3 separate regions of the Mus musculus genome follow, and regions 1 and 3 are each linked to region 2. Evidence: chromatin contacts called from public Hi-C and HiChIP or PLAC-seq data. All regions are on one chromosome and are shown on one strand. The core of a region is the stretch at or near the end of the contact, and the rest is flanking DNA. Distances in the headings are between cores, read along the strand shown.

The links. Hi-C and Micro-C count contacts between places; a contact is called where the count stands out from the background. HiChIP or PLAC-seq counts read pairs in DNA pulled down with a chosen protein or histone mark.
Region 1: an H3K27ac HiChIP or PLAC-seq map of embryonic stem cells shows a contact between it and region 2, with 5 read pairs. The contact joins the enhancer-like site here to the promoter of Tspan33 in region 2. A contact is called at or near these places in 2 of 39 promoter capture datasets (HPC-7-derived erythroid cells and macrophages), 1 of 484 Hi-C or Micro-C datasets (8-cell embryo), 1 of 115 datasets of contacts at active chromatin or transcription factors (embryonic stem cells) and 3 of 9 other capture datasets (adipose tissue, embryonic stem cells and pancreatic islet).
Region 3: a contact with region 2 is called in a Hi-C map of liver, with 1.6 times the contacts expected there. The contact joins the enhancer-like site here to the promoter of Tspan33 in region 2. A contact is called at or near these places in 3 of 39 promoter capture datasets (liver and macrophages), 1 of 15 datasets of contacts at CTCF or cohesin (the NIH/3T3 cell line), 6 of 484 Hi-C or Micro-C datasets (the CH12 cell line and liver), 2 of 115 datasets of contacts at active chromatin or transcription factors (both in embryonic stem cells) and 4 of 9 other capture datasets (adipose tissue, embryonic stem cells, liver and 1 more).

Annotation. Positions count from the first base shown.
Region 1 is chr6:29,638,516-29,641,747 of GRCm38.p6, forward strand. No RefSeq gene overlaps it. Among named protein-coding and RNA genes, the nearest start is that of Tnpo3, 30 kb to the left of the region's middle. Within about 2 kb of position 1,291, at least 16 of the 459 cell types and tissues checked have an H3K27ac peak or open chromatin away from gene starts, as enhancers often do. A contact at or near this core is called in embryonic stem cells, where this site is marked.
Region 2 is chr6:29,692,138-29,695,524 of GRCm38.p6, forward strand. Tspan33 (tetraspanin 33) reads left to right here and starts at 2,077. Exons shown (of 8, transcript NM_146173.3): 1 at 2,077-2,407. The coding sequence starts at 2,306.
Region 3 is chr6:29,659,240-29,662,375 of GRCm38.p6, forward strand. No RefSeq gene overlaps it. Among named protein-coding and RNA genes, the nearest start is that of Gm30896, 15 kb to the right of the region's middle. Within about 2 kb of position 1,617, at least 19 of the 459 cell types and tissues checked have an H3K27ac peak or open chromatin away from gene starts, as enhancers often do. A contact at or near this core is called in liver and pancreatic islet, where this site is marked.

The DNA.
Region 1 (3,232 bases), core at 41-2,540, 54 kb before region 2:
GAGATCCAGGACAGCCAGGGCTACTGTTTCAAACAACAACAACAACAACCACACACACACACAGAATGGAGGTTTCCATAGCAGAACGACATGTATGAATATAATAAAGACATGTGTGAACTTGTGTAGGAAGAGTTCCACTAAATCTTAACTGATATTCATCTTATCTTTTCAGTTTTTTTAATTGGATATTTTCTTTCTTTCTTTTTTTAAGCTTTATTTACTTATTATATATAAGTACCCTGTAGCTGTCTTCAGACACCCCAGAAGAGGGAGTCAGATCTCCTTAAGGATGGTTGTGAACCACCATGTGATCGCTGGGATTTGAACTCAGGACCTTTGGAAGAGCAGTCAGTGCTCTTAACTGCTGAGTCATCTCTCCAGCCCCTGGCTATTTTCTTTATTTACATTTCAAGTGTTATCCCCTTTCCTGGTCACTCCCACCCCCACCCCTGACACCCCCTATCCCATCCTCCCTCCCCCTGCTTCAATGAGAGTGTTCCTCCACCCATCCACTCCCACTTCCCCACCCTCATTTCCCCTACACTGGGGCATCTATCGAACCTCTATAGGGCCAAGGACCGTAGGGCAGAGGGAGTGGGGGAATAAAGGGAGTGGGAGAAAACCCGCATCCTGCCACCTCTGGGCGGGTGGATGTGGAAGACAGCGGCATGCTTCCTACTCGGCCCAGGTAGGTGATTGGCTGTAGGAAGCCGCGGAATCTCAGCTCGCCAGTGGTGGGGGGTGGACAAGGGGCAGTCTTAGGTAACAAGTTCTTAGTCTCGGGCATCCCAGACACCGCTGGACACTGCAGAAGACCTGAGAACAAAATGGGGGCCCCAGGGTCAGCTTGGTCATCCGCGGGGGAAGGGGGGGGGCGAAGGGAGGAGAGGTCAGGGAGAGAGTGGGCAGTGGGTGGTTCCCACGCCGGCAAGAATCCTTGGTCGTGTCTGTGGCTGGAGTGCAGGAAGGCCTTATGGCAGGAGGTTAGAGACGTGGTTGGGGGAAATCCTATCCCATCGTTCAAGCATGGCAGGCTTTGACTTGACGAGCAGAGACAGTCTATGGTTTTAGAGCTTTATTGTAGAAAGGCAAAGATAAAGAGAGAAGGTAGAAAGAGGGCCTTGTGGAGGGGAAGGGGAGGGAGAGGGAGAAGGAGAGCTAGAGATAAGAGTAAGAAAGGTGAGAGCTTAAAAGGAGGAGGGGCCAAGCAGCCCCTATTATAGTGGGCTGGGCTATCCTGCTGTTGTGAGGTAACTGTGGGGAGGAGACTACCTGGCTATAGTCAGGTAACTGTCGGGGTGGAGTCTAGACAGAATGCCAGGAGCTTGGGGCTTTATCTGTGTGATGGATAGTCATACACCTCTCCTGCAGGGGGCTGTGGGGGTGGTAACTTCGACAGGTGCCAGGGGTTCAGGAGACATGATTGAACACCTGTTCCATGTAGGTGGAGATCCCCAGGGTTCCAGACCTTTGCTCGACCAGACCAGGCTGTCTGTGCACAGCCCACTGCCCCACAAAGGACCTCTCCTCCCACTAATGCATGACAAGGCCATCCTCTGTAATATATGCAGCTGGAGCCACGTGTACTCTTTTGTTGATGGATTAGTCCCTGAGAGCTCTTGGGGGACTGGTTGGTTGCTATTGTTGTTCTTCCTGTGGGGTTGCAAACCCCTTCAACTCCTTCAGTTCTTTCTCTAGCTCCTCTATTGGGTACCGCTCGCTCAGTCCAATGGTTGGCTGCATCAGCCTCTCCGTATATATCAGGTACTGGCAGAGCCTCTCAGGAGACAGCTATATCAGGCTCCTGTCAGCATGTACTTCTTAGCATTCACAATAGTATCAGCATTTATTGACTGTATATGGGATGGATCCCCAGGTGGAGCAGTCTCTGGATGGCCTTTCCTTCAGTCTCTGCTCCACACTTTGTCTCCATATTTGCTCCCGTGAGTATTTTGTTCTCCTTCTAAGAAGGACTGAAGCACCCACACTTTGGTCATCCTTCTTCTTGAGCTTCATGTGGTCTGTATCTTTTCAGGTTTTTTGTTTTTTTATGTATTTATTTTTTGGTTTTTTGAGACAGTATAGCCCTGGCTGTCCTGGAACTCACTCTATAGACCAGGCTGGCCTTAAACTCAGAAATCTGCCTGCCTCTGCCTCCCAAGCACTGGGATTAAAGGCGTGTGCCACCACTGCCCCAGCATCTTTTTAGTTTTAAATGCAGAAAAACAACAAGGGCCTGGAGAGAGAGACAGCTTGCTGGCTAAGCACACCAGCTAGTTAACAAGCTGTACCACCAGCCCAGCTGGTGTCCACTGCTCTATTCTGGCCTCCATGAGCACTGAATGCCTATGGTGCACAAATAGATGCAGGCAAAACACCCATACACAGAAAAGAACAAATTTTAATTAAAATAATTCAACTGATCCAGATGGTGGTGGCACATGCCTTTAATTCCCAACACTTGGAAGGCAGAAGCAGGTGGATCTCTATGAGTTTGAGGCCAGCTTCGTCTACAAAATTAGTTCCAGGACAGCCAGGGTTACACAGTGGAACTCTGTCTCAGGGAAAAAAAAAATCAACTGAAGAATGGGTAAATAAACAGTGGTACATTTACACAGTGGAGTATTACTCAGCTATTAAGAACAATGACATTTTGCAGGCAAATGGATGGAACTAGAAAAGATCATCCTGATTGAGGTAGCCCAGACCCAGAAAGACAAACGTGGCACATACTTATAGATGGATATTAGACTTAAAGTAAAGGATAAGCATGCTGCAAACCACAGACCCAAAAAAGCTAAGTAACAAGGAGGGGGTGGGGGGGGGCATGAATCTCAATGAGAAGAAGAAATAGAATAGACTTGGGGGGGGCAGTTGTGAGATAGGAGGGGGCTGGATGGGGGTGGGAATGAGAACAAGAGGGATCAGGTCTGAAGACCTGGAATGGGTTGGGGGGGGGTCATCTCTGGGACAAGATAGAAACCTAGGGCAATGGAAACACCAGGAATCTATGTGGGTGACCTAGCTAAGACTGCTAGCAATGGGGATATGAAGCCTGATACAGCCACTTCCTGTAACCAGACAAGACTTCCAATGGAGGGCTTGTGACACCAACTCAGCCACAAAATCCTTGACCTACAATCTGTCCTGTCTGATGTGCAGGAGTCAAGATGGAGCAGACACTGAGGGAATGTCCAACCAATGACTGGCCCAGTTTGAGATCCACGCC
Region 2 (3,387 bases), core at 827-3,326:
AACAGCCTTGTCATATCCAGCAAATACTCTCATTCTTACCCCCCCCCCATTTCTTCCTTGGTGATATCTGAGCCTTGTGGTGAGAAGGGATATTGTAATGTAGCCATCCCATTTACAGCTGAGCCTTCCACATCTCTTATTCCCCGTATGCTGGTGGGTTGTGGGCCTCTATTAATCTCCATCGACTGCAAAAAGAAACTTCTTTGATGAGGGTTAAGAGATGCACTGACCTATGGATATAAAGATAAAAACCTTAGGAAGCTGTCTAACACTATGACCATTTAGCAGAATAATAGCACTAGGATTTTTTAAATTTTCTTTTCTCCTTCTCCTTCTCCTTCTCCTTCTCCTTCTCCTTCTCCTTCTCCTTCTCCTTCTCCTTCTCCTTCTGGTTTGATAGGATCTCATTGTGTGCCCCTGGCTGATTTAGAACTCAAATGTAGACCAGGTTTACCTCGAACTCCCAGAGATTCATCTGCCCCTTCCTCCTAAGTGCTGCCATTAAACTTTCTCCAGCCTCTTTCCAACTCTCTCTGAAAACAGCGATCTTACCCCATTTCCTTCTCTAAAACTCTTATTTCCAAATCAATTCAACACAAACTCAGTAATCTGATCTCAAGTCCTTCTACAGCCTCCATTCAGTTGAACACATACTGCATTCTCAGGCACCGCTGCACCAAGCCGGGAAAAGTGATAGGCTTAGTTTCCACACAACACGCGGTTTGCTTTTATCTGTCCAAGCTTCGACACACCTTTTTGTGTCCACCTGGATTTCACGTCCCCACTGTCTCTAAAATCTCATCCTCCTCGTTTCTCCCGCCATGACACCTTCTGGTGCTCAACTTCTTCCAATTACATAATAGTTATTCATGCAGTTATTGTATTTCCACACTGGATTTTGAATCCTATTGAAACAAAATACCAGGGCTAGAGATATGGCTCAGTTATTAAGAGCACTTGTTGCTCTTACAGAGGACCAAAGTTCAGTTCCCAGCACTGACTTAAGGAGCTCACAAATCCCGGTAACTCCAGTTCCTGGGGATCTGACATCCTTTTCTGGCTTCCATCAGCACCTGTGTGCACAGTGGTACACACACACACACACACACACACACACACACTCACACACACACACATTTTAAAAGAATCTTTTAAAGGAGTGAAAGTACCACATTTTAGTGAGCCCCCTTATCAGCCATCTCCGTGTAAGTCATTTGCATGCACTAACAGATTCTTATTTGATCAATGCCTTACGCTGCAGTTTTCCCACTCAACGTTACAAAAAGTGTAGCTTGGGGAATCACGCTATTGATGGCAAAATCAGACTCCTCCCCAGGTTAAAATCGTACTTGTGTAGCTAGTACAATGTACACCACATTGTACTTGGGAGTCAATCTGTGCATATCCTATTAACATGCCAAACACAAAACAAAACAAAATTAAAAACAAAAAACCGGTGTCTCCACGTAAACAAACGTTCTGAGAGGGTTTGGATAGAGAGGTTGGACGGTAATGAGAGAAAAGGATGGTTTGAGAATTCCACTGTTAGGTTATGAGGCTTTTAAAACGAGCATTTAAAGTATTTGATTGCTAAGCAGGGGTATTTATTCTTCTCTTTCTGGTTGTTAGTACCTGTCATTTGTCACTCTGATTTTATTGTCTTGATCCCTGAGGATCAACCTTCTTTTCTATTCCCACAGCGTTTAACGAATTGCTCAACACACAAAGTGCGTACTTGTTGATTTTAACGTACGTGTGTTTGCGTGCGTGCACAGCAACTGGGCAGAGGACGTGGGTGTGGGATGCAGGAAACATTCCTTTTCCTCATTCTTTTTCCCTTAAGCAGCTGCAGCCTGCAGGCTTTCCGTCTAGGCGGGCAGAAGCAGAACCACTGACCCTTTAGCAAGTTGTCCCTCACAGAACAGGTGTCTCCCCCGCCTCTCGGAGGAGAGGGATGGCTGGCTGCTTAGTGACATGGGCCGCCGACCAATGAGAAGTCAGCCTCGGGCAGCCTCACCAATGGCCGTCCGGGGGGCGGGCCCGGTTTCCTGAGAGCCGGGCGGGCCAAGCTGGTCTGCGGCCGCGGTGGAGTCTCCGCTGCTCACGCTGCCCGCCGCGGCTTCAGCGGCGGCGCCGTTCCCTGGCCGCGCGGCTCCCCGACGCACGGTTCGGGCGGCTCCCGGCGCGGCGCGGCTGCCCCGGCGTTCGGGTCCCCGTGGCCCCGCGGCTCCCGCCCCGGGCTGCAGGGCGCACAGGTGGGCCGGTGGCCGCTGGGAGATAGGCCCCCCGGGGGCAGCGGCGGACCATGGCGCGGAGACCTGGCGTGCCGGCTGCCTACGGGGACGAGTTCTCCTTCGTCAGCCCGCTGGTGAAATACCTGCTCTTCTTCTTCAACATGCTCTTCTGGGTGAGATTCGGGGGGTCAGGGGGCACCCGGACTCTCGGGCATCTCTGGAGCGCCGAGGGGGCTGCCTGAGGCTGGGAGGTTTGGCCTGGGCTGCCCGGTGCCCAGGAGCGTGTCGAGTGGTGCTTCGTAGTTTTCTGAGCTGGTGACACTTGGGGGCATTTCTCCGGGGGAGGAAAACCACAGTGGCGCCGTGTCAAAAGGGGACGTTAAGAGGTGGGCAATCATCCTTGCTGCCAGGGATGAAGCTTTAGCAGGGATGAGGATCTGTGTCAGGCCATGAAATAAAAAGGGTTTGGGGAAAGAAAGAGCTGGCTGGACAGCCCCATGGGCATATTTCATGGTTAGGGACTTTCAGGCCTGGGGGCTGGAAGGCCCGACTGGCCATACGGGGCGCGGGGCGGGGGTGGAGGGAGAGAGAAGGAAGAGAAACCCCAAGCCTTCCTTCGCCCCAGTTCCTCAGGGGCTTGTGTCAAGGGACTATATCTGTCCCTTTTGCAGGCCTCGGGTGTCTGCTCCTGTCAGGGCTGAAAAGGGTTAAGAATGGTCTCCAGGTCCGATGTGTACCCCAGCATGGCCCTAAACTTTGCCCTACCTTCTTCAAGACCAGCTTCTCTACTTGGAGCTGACAGGCTTCAGATGATTCAAATAGGATTTTGTTGTTGTTGTTGTTGTTGTTGTTGGGCTGGAAGCTATGGCTCCTTTCAGAATCTTTTGTTTGGGGTGGAAAAGTGTAAACAATATTAACCCCGAGCTCCTGACACCTGGATTTCCGTCCCCTCTCTACCATCCTTATTGATTTGACTGATCTGGGTAAATATGTTCAAGTCCACAGGCCTGCCCTTCCTCCCAGCAAAAATCTAATGCAGTGTATTGGGGGATGGCAGGAGAGGGCTGAGAATTCAGGGGGAGGGGGAGCCCATTAGAGAATGCTAGCTGAGTCCTGTTTCATAGCCAGAGAGTGCGTGGGCCCCTCTGGATTT
Region 3 (3,136 bases), core at 367-2,866, 33 kb before region 2:
AGAGACCAGAAGTCACTTTGGCAAAACCTTGGCAACTCATTTGTTAACTGAGAAAGCCCTGATTGAACCCCTGCTGGGTCCAATGTGTGTCATCAGGTTAGGGAGGGGGAAAATGTCCCCAGTCCTGCCTTCCCAGAGCTTCCAGCCAGCCCATGGAGAGGCCAGGGTGAAGTAGCATGTCTGAAAGTAACAGGAGGAAGGAATTCTAGAAAAGGACAGTGGAAGAGAAGGTGAAATATGAAGATATGGAGGCTGAGTTCCTGGAACGGTAAGTAGGAAGACATGGTGGGAGCGGAGGGGACGGGGAAGTGAGCCTGTAAAAGAAGACCAGATGCAACTGTATTAATTCCTGTGTGTCCAATATGGCGCCATTCACAGCTCATGCAGATATAAAGCATGGTAAGAAATGACTGTATCTCATGAAAGAGAGCAAATACACCGAATAGAGCCAAATCAGTGCAGAAGAGAGGGGTTTCAGTGCTGAGCTGAGACACCCCAAACTCCCAGCGGAAGCAGGAGAATAGGGAAGGCTTCAGTGAGAATGTTTTCAGAGGAGACATAATTAGCAGTGTATCTCTGGATGTGTTTGATGCAGAAAATAAGAGGAACTAGAGAATTATAGTCTCTCTTTTTTATACTCTTCTATGTTTAAGACTCTGTGCTTATATAAGACTCTGAAGAGCCTTAGCTTACCCGGGACCCCCTGAGTGAACGATGCAGAGCCAGAATCGATGCAAAAAGCAAGAGGAATTTATTGTTCCAATGCACTGGGGTTAGCCCACACCTGAAGGAGAGGAGGCAAGTTCTGGCAAGTTTTTATATGGTTTCCAGGGATAGAATAAAGCATCAGCAACTAGGCAAAATATGATTGGTGGATCAGTGCTTTAAACTGATTGGTCTTTAGGGAATGAGGTAGTAGGGGCTTACTCAACATCTCCCTTCTGGCCTATGTGCTCTCTGACCTGTCTCTTCCAGGAAGGTGTGTGTGAGTGTGTGTGTGTGTGTGTGTGTGTGTGTGTGTGTGTGTGTGTATGTCCGATGGAATTTTCTAATGGCTGAGCTGACCTCTTCAATAACATGACATAGTGGCACATGCCTTTAGTCCCAGCACTTGGGAAGCAGAGGCAGGCAGATCTTTGTGAGTTCAAGGCCAGCCTGGTCTACATAGTGAGTTTAGGACAGCCAAAGGTACATACACCCTGTCTCAAAGAAAGAAAGAAAGAAAGAAAGAAAGAAAGAAAGAAAGAAAGAAAGAAAGAAAGAAAGGAAGGAAGGAAGGAAGGAAAGGAAGGAAGAAAGAAAGGAGTCTGTGCTGATAGATACCAGACTAGAGGGACAAAGTTGATTGTATCCTGTCCAAGTGGGTCACCAGCAGCTCAGTCCCATTACAGGGAGGCAACTGGAGGCAGGTTAAAAGTTGTACCAACCCCCACCCCTATTTTTCTCATTCATCTGCTCGCTGCATTCTATCCATTGGACTGGTTTCTCTCTGCCCTGCGGCGGCATCTTTTAGGCCAGGATCGAGGTTCTCCCAGTTTTTGGCCTTGGGCTAACTGCCTCGTTAGAGCTTTTAAACTGCTGCTGCTCCTGTAAAGGCCTTTGAGGCACATTAACTTCGTAGTCAGTTACTCAGTAACTCGCTGCAGTTCCCAGCCATGCGGAAAGGAAAGGAAAGGCCTTACAGACACTCTGCATTCGCTTCGCTTCACTAACAGCGCTGGAAGAAAGCCTCTTTCTAAAGGTGAATTCCAGTAGGAACAGCCAACCTGAAGCAACAATCTGAACCTACAGGGAAGCTCTGTTCCCCCTCCCTCTCCCCTCCCCTCCCCTTCCCTTCACCCTCCCCTTTCTCCAGCCCCAGGCCCAAGTTCACAAAATCCCATCCCCACCTCCCATCCCCTGGCCCAGCACTGCACCAAAGACTCTGCAATTTCAAGTTTACTCTTTTTTTTTATATATTTATTTATTTATTTATTTATTATTTATATGAGTACACTGCAGCTGTCTTCTGATATACACCAGAATAGTGTGTTGGATCCCATGACAGATGGTTGTGAGCCACCCTGTGGTGGCTGGGATTTGAACTCAGGACCTCTGGAAGAGCAGTCAGTGCTCTTTTTTTTTTTTTTAAAGATTTATTTATTTATTATATGTAAGTACATTGTAGCTGTCTTCAGACATTCCAGAAGAGGGAGTCAAATCTCGTTACGGATGGTTGTGAGCCACCATGTGGTTGCTGGGATTTGAACTTTGGACCTTTGGAAGAGCAGTCGGGTGCTCTTACCCACTGAGCCATCTCACCAGCCCCGCAGTCAGTGCTCTTAACCACTGAGCTATCTCTCCAGCCCTCAAGTTTTCTCTTAATGTACTTTCCCCCCTCTAAATGCTTTACTTTAGGGACAAGGAAAATCAGAAGAATTTCTGTTTTCCAGCCCCACAAGGAAACTCTGAACTGGCTTGTGCCCCTCCTGTAACCAGAATGAATCCCTCTGCTGGATGGGGCTGTGGGGGATTATTTTAAAAAGGACCCCGGTAAACATCCTTTTGCCCAGCAAGGCAAGAGTGAGCCTTCTTTCCATGGAACTTCATTATCTAGCTCCAAAAGTGACCTGTATGCAAATTTCCAGGAAGGCAAAGCTTACTGATTTCATAGCAGACTTAGCTGAGAAGGTGGCCCCAGGAAAGTAATAGCACCATGCACGTGCCCAGCAGGTAGCTCTCAACCCTAGCTTGGCATGAGAATTGTTATCACAAACATTTTTGTCTGTGACAGTGGGCTCAAACCCAGGGTTTCATGCATGCTCGGCAAGTGCGGGATACACTAAACCTTTGTACCTTAGAATTATTAGAAGACTGATTTTGTTTCCTTTTATATTTTGAGTCAGGGTCTCCTGTAGCTCAGTCTGTCCTCCAACTCCCTATGTAGCCCAGGGTGTGTGCCCTTGAACTTCTGATCTTCTTTCTTTTATGGCCTAAGTGCTGATGTGAACTACCATGGTCTGCTGGACTAACAATTAAAATATAGATGTGGGTAGTGCCTGAGCTACGTTCCTCACTCATGTCTGTTAGACGATTCATGAACACCATGACCATTGGTCCAATTCACACGCCCTCTGCTTGTTAAATCACTGGCCCT